Regions from separate parts of the Sus scrofa genome. Here region 2 is linked to region 1. A link is a contact called in public Hi-C data. All regions are on one chromosome and are shown on one strand. The core of a region is the stretch at or near the end of the contact, and the rest is flanking DNA. Distances in the headings are between cores, read along the strand shown.

Region 1 (4,153 bases), core at 453-2,952:
CCTCAGGCCCCACCCCATCAGTCCAACCTTCCACCCCCTCTCCAGGATCCGCCCCACCGGTCCGCACCCCATCCCCAGACCCCGCTGTTACCGACACCATCCCTCCATCCCCCGGGGTGGTTGAGACACGTACCCCAGGGCCCACGTTCTGGGAGAAAGAATGAACTACGCCGCCGGGCCGCACGTCAAAGGCCACCGTCGTGGGCTCGGACACCGTCTCCGCCGGCCTCAGAGCAACAGCCGCCAAGAGCAGCGCGGCCCACAAGCTCGCGCCGCCGCCGCCATTCCTTCTTCCGCTGGGCGCCGCCATCTTGGGATCAGGTGCGCGGGGCAGGGACGGCGGACGGAGCGCCGCGAGGGACACGTAGGACGTCTACCAGAGGCCACGTCAGCGTCAGCGCGGCCGTGTGACCCCTCCGCTCCCATCGCCATCTTGGGGGCGAGGCTTGCAAGACCAGGGAGGGACCTGGAGTGGTTGGAATTGGATCCTGTGTTTGTACTCTGGGTCCAGTTTTCCTTCGCTAGGCAAGTGACCTTTCTTCTTTTCCAGTTAGTACATGTACAAGGAATGAAGGATGTAAAAGTTCACCACTGAAATTCAACCTTATCCATGTAGGCCGAATCAGGGAAATGGAAGGTCACCATTGGGCAAACGCATCATGATTGTTGTAGTCAAGACCTGTGGCTCAATGCTAAAAATTGGTGGGGGAAATGTATGGTGAGAAACAGCATATTTACATTGTCTCAAAATATTTCTCCCCAGGATACAGGATACGTATTAGTTACAAAGAGAGAAGTAGTAATTTTGCAGTGGAAACACCATCTTTATTTCAATGATTGTAGTCAGTGTTGTAAAAATGAGGCATCATGGAGCCGCTGATGGGATGCAGAGAAGGACGTTCTTAGTGGCCTCTCAATGGAATTCCTGTACAAAGTGCACGACCTCAATCTATTCCAAGCAAATATGAGAGGAACCCAGGTTGAGGGGAATTCTACCAAGATAACTGGCAATACTTAAGAAATGTCTTGAAAGACAAAGGCTGAGGAACCATCACAGGGTGAGGAGACCAAGACGTTGAAAGGCAATGTAGCATCCTGGATTGAATCATTTCCTTAGTCTGGGCTGTTGTAACATAGGCCGAGAAGCTGACTGGCTTAACTAAACAGTGCACATCAATTTCTCACAGTCCTGGAGGTTGTAAGTTCAAGATCAAGGCTCTGGCAGAATTGATGTCTGGAGAGAGCCCATTTGCTGGTTCACAGACTCCATATTGCTATGTCCTTACATTACGGAGGGATCAAGGGAGCTCTCTGGGGTCCCTATATAAGACCACTAATCCCATTCGTGAGGGCTCAATCCTCATGACCTAATCACCTCCCAAAGGCCCACCTCTTCATACCATCACACTAGATGTTAAGGTTCTCCATGAAGGAGTTCCCGTCATGGCACAGTGGAAACAAATCCAACTAGGAACCATGAGGTTGCGGGTTCAATCCCTGGCCTTGCTTGGGTTAAGGATCCAGCATTGCTGTGAGCTGTGGTGTAGGTCACAGACACAGCTCGGATCCTGCATTGGTGTGGCTGTGGCATAGGCTGGCAGCTACAGCTCCGATTGGACCCGTAGCCTGGGAACCTCCGTATGCCGCGGGTGTCACCCTAAAAAGCAAAATAAATAAATAAATATATTTAAAAAAAGGTTCAACATGAATTTGGAGGAGGGGAGACAGAAACCGTTGGTCCATAGCAGTCCTAGACCAGACAAGTGACATTAGAGGGAGAAATGCTAAATCTAAATAAGGTCTGTTGCCTTATTTGAGGCGTTTGCCTAAATATTTGATAATAGGATTGTATTCATGTAAATTTCCTGGCTTCAATAACCTGGCCTGTACCATGGCAATATACAATGTTCACATTAGGGTGAAGGGCATTAGGGGACTCCACTATTCCTGCAACTTTTCTGTTAAGCCTAAAATTATTTCAAAAAAAAAAAAAAAATCCTTACCTCAAGAAACTGTCAGGGGGATTAGCTGATGGACATTCAGGTGAAGCTCCTACAAGTGAGAACTCTAATTCTAGTGTTATTAGCATCAGATGCCAATGAAGAAATCCCAGACTTTTAACTATAGGAGAAATCTTTTGTTCTTCCTTCTTCCCACCCTCCCTCCCTTCCTCCCTTCTTTCATTCCTTCCCTCCCTCCCTTCCTTCTTTCCCAAATTGCTTAATATTTTGAGAAAACATCAGCGGCCAGGTCTGGAGTGTCTAGAATTAAGTTGATTGTCCTAGTCTTTCCTGACTTGAAAGATCAGAAGACAGAGAGAAAATGTCACAGGTAACTCCTACGCTGGGCTCTGTTGACTTTGTGAGGAACACAAATCTCCCTACCCCCCAGACACAGAGAATGAAGGTCAACTTCAGATTGGTTGTGAAGATCCTATAGGAGGTTGACTGTCTCCCAGGTAACCCTAGCCCCAGAATTCACGCCTTTCTACAGCAGCAGCCTGACCTAAATTGGGGCACCTGCTTATGTTAAGAATGGCTTCCTCCTTGCAACTGGCTTCTGTGGACCCATTAGGAATTGGCTCCCTAAGTTGGAGGACTGCTGGAGTTCCTGTTGTGGCTCAGTGGTAATGGACCCAACTAGTATCCTTGAGGACGCAGGTTTGATCCCTGGCCTTGCTCAGTGGGTTAAATATACTGCGTTGCTGTGGCTGTGTGTAGGCCAGCAGCTGCAGTTCCAATTCGACCCCTAGCCTGGGAACTTCCATATGGTGTGGGTATGGCCCTAAAAAAGGAAAAAAGGAGTTCCCATTGTGGTGCAGTGGTTAACGAATCCGACTAGGAACCATGAGGTTGTGGGTTCGGTCCCTGCCCTTGCTCAGTGGGTTAACGATCCGGTGTTGTCGCAAGCTGTGGTGTAGGTTGCAGATGCGGCTCGGATCCCACGTTGCTGCGGCTCTGGTGTAGGCCGGCAGCTACAGCTCCGATTCGACCCCTAGCCTGGGAACCTCCATATGCCACAGGAGCGGCCAAAGAAATAGCAAAAAGACAAAAGACAAAAAAAAAAAAAAAAAAAAAAAAAAAACCCACAAAAAAACAGGAGAGCTCTCGCTGTAGTGCAGTGGGTTAAGAATCTCATTGCAGTGGCTCAGGTTGCTGTGGAGGTGCGGGTTCAATCCCTGGCCGGGTACAGTGGATTAAAGGATCCAGTGTTGGTTGACACTCCCTGCACTATTTTTGCAACTTCTTATGTGTCTAAGTTAAGTTGATTTTTTTTCTGGCCAGGCCTATGGCATACAGAAGTTCCCAGACCAGGGATCAAACCCACGCCACAGCAGTGACAATGCTGGATCCTTAACCCCCTAGGCCACCAGGGAGTTCCATTAAAAAAAAAAAAAAAAAGAAAAAATATATATATATATATATATACACACACACACACACACACATGGAGTTCCCGTTGGGGCTCAGTGGTTAATCAACCTGACTAGCATCCATGAGGACTCGAGTTCGATCCCTGGCCTCGCTTAGTGGATTGAGGATCTGGTGCTGCTGTGAGCTGTGGTGTAGGTCACAGACATGGTTCGGATCATGCTGTGGCTGTGGCATAGGCTGGTGGTTACAGTTCCGATTCAACCCCTAGCCTGGGAATCTTCATATGCCGTGGGCACAGCCCTAAAAAGAGACAAAAAGACCAAAAAAAAAAAAAAAAAAGGTAGTTCCGTGGCTCACAAGTTAACAACCTAACTAGTATCTTTGAGGAGGTGGGTTCGATCCCTGGCCTCACTCAGTGGGTTAAGGATCTGGCATGGTGTAGGTCTCAGACGTGACTCAGATCCAGCTTTGCTGTGGCTGTGGTGTAGGCCTGCAGCTACAGCTCCAATTCGACCCTTAGCCTGGGAACTTTAATATGTTGTGCGGGCGTGGCCCTGAAGAAAAAAAACCTAAACATGTTCGAAAGGCAAATGGCAAACGGGGAAAATATCTGCAAACAATTTAACACAGGAGTTTATGTCACATGGGTTCTTGCCATTTAGGAAAGAGATGAACAGTTCTACTGGGAAAGGACTTGAGGTTGAACCCAGGTGACCTGAAACAGCAACTGGACCCTCTGGCAGATGAGCCCCCTGCTAGTGGTGGAGAAAACAAGTGGC
Region 2 (4,153 bases), core at 470-2,969, 36 kb before region 1:
CCACTGAGCCATGACGGGAACTCCCTGTTTTCTCTTCTTTTTAAGGCTGCACCTGGAGCTTATGGAAGCTCCCCCAGGCTAGAGGTCGTATCAGGGCTGCAGCTGCCAGCCTATACCACAGCCATAGCAACTTGGAATATGAGCCACCTCTGCAGCCTCCAGCACAGCTCATGGCAACATTGGATTTTTTTTTTTTTTTTTTTTTTTTGTCTTTTTGCCTTTTTCTAGGGCTGCTCCTACTGCATGTGGAGGTTCCCAGGCTAGGGGTCTAATCGGAGCTGTAGCTGCCAGCTTACGCCACAGCCACAGCAACTCGGGATCCGAGCCGAGTCTGTGACCTATATCACAGCTCACGGCAACAACGGATCGTTAACTCACTGAGCAAGGGCAGCGATCGAACCCACAACCTCATGGTTCCTAGTCAGATTTGTTAACCACTGCACCACGACGGGAGCTCCTGGATTCTTAAGCCACTGACAGAGGCCAGGGACTGAATCTGCATCCTCATGGATGCCAGTTGGGTTCTTAACCTGCTGAGCCACAAAGGGAACTCCCCTCAGTTACCTGCTTTTGTTTGTTTGTTTGTTTGTTTGTCTTTTTGGCTGCACCTGTGGCATACAGAGGTTCCCAGAATAGGAGTCAAAAGGGACCTTTAGCCACTGGCCTACACCACAGCCAGAGCAACGTCAGATATGAGTCTCGTCTGTGACCTACACCACAGCTCACAGCAATGCTGGATTCTTAACCCACTGAATGAGGCCAGGGGTTGAACCTGAGTCCTCATGGATGCTAGTCAGATTCATTTCCTCTGAGCCATGACGGGAACTCCCAGTCACCCGCTTTGGGAAAAAAAAAGGAAAAAGAAGAAGGGATAAAGAGACACTTCATTACTTTTTGTTTCATGAGGTCTGTCCCAGGGTTGTGTGTAGGACTGGACTCGACATACATTGGTTGTCCAGCCTGCTCTGGCCCCCCCTGGTCCTAGCCACAACTGGGACCCAGCGCTAGGGCTGCAGGGAGGAAATGGAGCAGCATGGGAGCTGGGAGCCGCTCCAGGGCCCAGTTCCCAGGACTCACAGCTGCATCCTCCGGGGACCCCAGCTGGCCCCACCGCCCTACCCTGGCGGCTGCCAGTAGGCTCCAGCATATCTCGGTGGCTCATTCCCACTGAAATAAGAGGCTGAATCTGGGCGTCCCCTGGTGGAGTCTCTAGGGTCCGTCCACGCAGCAACTGCCTCAAACTTCATCCAGATCATTTATCTGCAACCCAGAAAGATTTATCTTCAACCTCAGGTCAGATTCAGGAATATGCATTTTAAAGGGGCTCCCAGGTCCTTCTGATATAAAAGGTTCCCCGGGGCCATACTTTAAACTTAGTCGGGGATGGGGTGGGAGGAAGAAGGGACTTTCCAAGGGTCGCGTGGCTGTTCAGTTTATTTTAGCTCTCTTTCTCTCCCTGACCCCCTATCTCTCTCTGTTTTTGACTCTTAAGTCTCCTTCCTCTTCTTTCTTTGACTGGGCTCAGGATTAGCCTGGCCCCCGGCATCCGGCCTTCTTCGTGATTCCGGAGGAATTCCCCCCACCAGTCCCGAGCCCAGCCGCCTGGCCCTACCCCTCCCGCGCAGCGACCTGCTCCCACTGGACTCTTCGTACACCGCCCGCACTACCATTGGCTGAGCCCACGTTTCCCCGGATCCGGCCCGGCCCCTCTTTGGTCCTCTCCGCGCGGGTGGGGCGGGGGCGGGGGCCGCCCAGAGGGGGGCGGGGCCAAGCTTCCTGCCCCGCCCCGCCGAGCCCCAGTCTTCAGGCACGAGTCTCGCGGCTACAGAAACGGCCCCTCGGAGGCGGCCGAACAGAGCCCCGACGGTCGGACCGACGACAGGGTCCCAGAGAGCAGGTGAGCGAGAGGTGCCAGGGCACCCCCATCTGGGAGAATCTCGGGGGCCACTTGTCTTCTCTGTTTCTCTCCCCCCCATGCTCCTGCACCCCCCTTTCTAACTGTATTCCTGCCTCAGTTTCCCTCCCCATTTCTCCCTTTCCTGCTGTCTCTGTCACTCTCTTGCTGTGTGGGCTAGGCGGTAGCAGACCGGGTCTGAACTGACCCCCACGGCATGGGGTGGTGCTCTGGGACCAGCACCCTCCTCCCCCCAACACGAGGACTCTGATGGACTCTGCCCCTTTCACAGTGCAGGGCACCAGGTGCTAGGGCTAGATTCCAGAGCTAGGAGGGCATTCCAGGTGGTGGGCAGCCAGGCCAAAGGCGTGGAGGTGACAATGAGTGGGACTTCCGGCTGGTCCTGGCAGCTGAGAGCCAGGGTCAGACCCACCCGAACTGGCCACCTTGGAGCTCCCCAATGGCCTGAAGCCATGGCCTTAGTTTTGCCAGCTGTGAATTGGGACCTTCATCACTGAGGTAACTGGCAGTTGACCTGACCCAGATCTGCATGCATCACCACCTCCTCTATTCCGGGGGGCCTGCCTGGAGGAGGGCAGCCCTGCCTGTAAACAGGCCTCTGTTACTTCCTGAGCAGGGGGGAGAGGTGAATGCCCTGGGGTGCTACAGCCAGGGCCAGGGTAGTTTAGCCCAGTGGTTGGGGAGCTCAGACTTTGGAATGAGACAAACCTGGGTCTGCTCTGCCATTTTCACGATGGTACCTTGAACAAGTGATTCGAACCTCCCAGCCTCAGTTTCCTGTCGGAGGGACATAACTCCCGAGGGGTAAGGGCAGCTTCCAGGATTAACTGCAGGAATGTGGACCTGCATGTCTCCTCCTGGCCCCCACCTCCTCCAGCTTTCCCCCTCACCCCACTCTGCTCCAGCCATACCAGCCTCCACATTCCACCAATACACCAGGCACAGTCCTGCCTCAGGGCCTTTGCGTGGGCTGTTTCCTCTATCGCCATGCCAGGTGCACAGGCGCCAACTTTAAAACACAACAGGTTGTCTACATGGGCCGGGCCAAGGGACTGGCAAGGCTAGGGCTGGGCATCTGGGAGGGGCCGAGGAAGGGCAGGCCCAGGGACGCTGTACCTATGGAAACCAGAACAAAGAGCTGTCACCCCAGCCATACAAACACCTGGGCTGAGCTTCTCTTGGCAGCCTTGGTGGCCTGGGACGCCGGTTGTGGGTGAGTGCCCAGACCACTGCAGGGGCAGGTTGGGGGCCCAAACCCCACTTGGATGGGAGGTAGGTGGTCCCTAAGCAAAGAGACCAGTCAAGTAGGTACAGACTGGAGGCCCCACAGTTTCCTCTCCCACTGTGTGGCCTTGGGCAGGTCAGGTGAGGCCTGGGCAGGTGAGGGACCTTTTGGATGCTTGGTGATCCAATGTGGTAGGTTCAGGAGGACTCAGTGTCCCCTGACTGTTAACTTGGGCCACAAGAGGGTACGTAGGACAAAACTCGAGCTATTGTCATGGAAACAGCCCCAGAGGCAGATGTTGCATAATTGACTCATGCTGGTGCAGGTTCAGCCCCAGGTACTAAGGGCTGAGAGGTGGGGATGTAGAAACGGGCAGGACTGGGCCCAGTATCAGAGAACTTGGGCTTTTACCCCAGAATCTCCCCTACCCACCCCTCCATGAGACCACTTTCCCTAGAATCCTGCCACCTGAGCTTTCACAGCGGCACCTCTGGCTGAGTCCTTGGGATCTTCTGAGGCTCCATCCTCAGTTTCCCCTTCTGTCCAATGGGGTAGTGGAGTTTGGGGAATGTCTACCTGGGGGGAGGGGGGCTTCCAGAACTGTTTGTGCTGTGCTGCTATGTGATCTTGCGATATCTGTCTCTCTCTGGGCCTCAGTTTCCCTGGCTGGACATTGGAACCCTTGGAGAAGATCTCTGACTCTGTGCCCCTCTGGTGCTGGGAGGTTGAAGGAATCTATTCATTCAACAAACAGGTTCTGAGCACTACTGTGTGCCAAGCATGGTGCAGGACCCTGCAATGACCAAGGTTAATCTGGTGTCTCTCCTCACCCCAACTCAGCTCACAGACGGGAGTTGGGAGAGATAGACATTCATCCAGAAAAGCCATTAGGCTTAATTGTAATTGTATGAAAAAAATGGAGACAGACGGATAGGGAATTTAGTTAAGATGGGGGATCTGGAAGAGCCTTTTAAGGAGGTGACATCTGAACTGAAGCTCACAGACTAGAAAAA

What was found. Hi-C and Micro-C count contacts between places; a contact is called where the count stands out from the background.
Region 2: a contact with region 1 is called in a Hi-C map of skeletal muscle, with 4 times the contacts expected there. The contact joins the promoter of TNFAIP8L1 here to the promoter of MYDGF in region 1. A contact is called at or near these places in 4 of 47 Hi-C or Micro-C datasets (heart right ventricle, liver and skeletal muscle).

The regions. Positions count from the first base shown.
Region 1 is chr2:74,182,591-74,186,743 of Sscrofa11.1, reverse strand. MYDGF (myeloid-derived growth factor) reads right to left here and starts at 1,702. Exons shown (of 6, transcript XM_021084047.1): 1 at 134-1,702. The coding sequence starts at 310.
Region 2 is chr2:74,218,377-74,222,529 of Sscrofa11.1, reverse strand. It overlaps TNFAIP8L1 (tumor necrosis factor alpha-induced protein 8-like protein 1), which reads left to right and starts at 1,719. Exons shown (of 2, transcript XM_021084049.1): 1 at 1,719-1,897.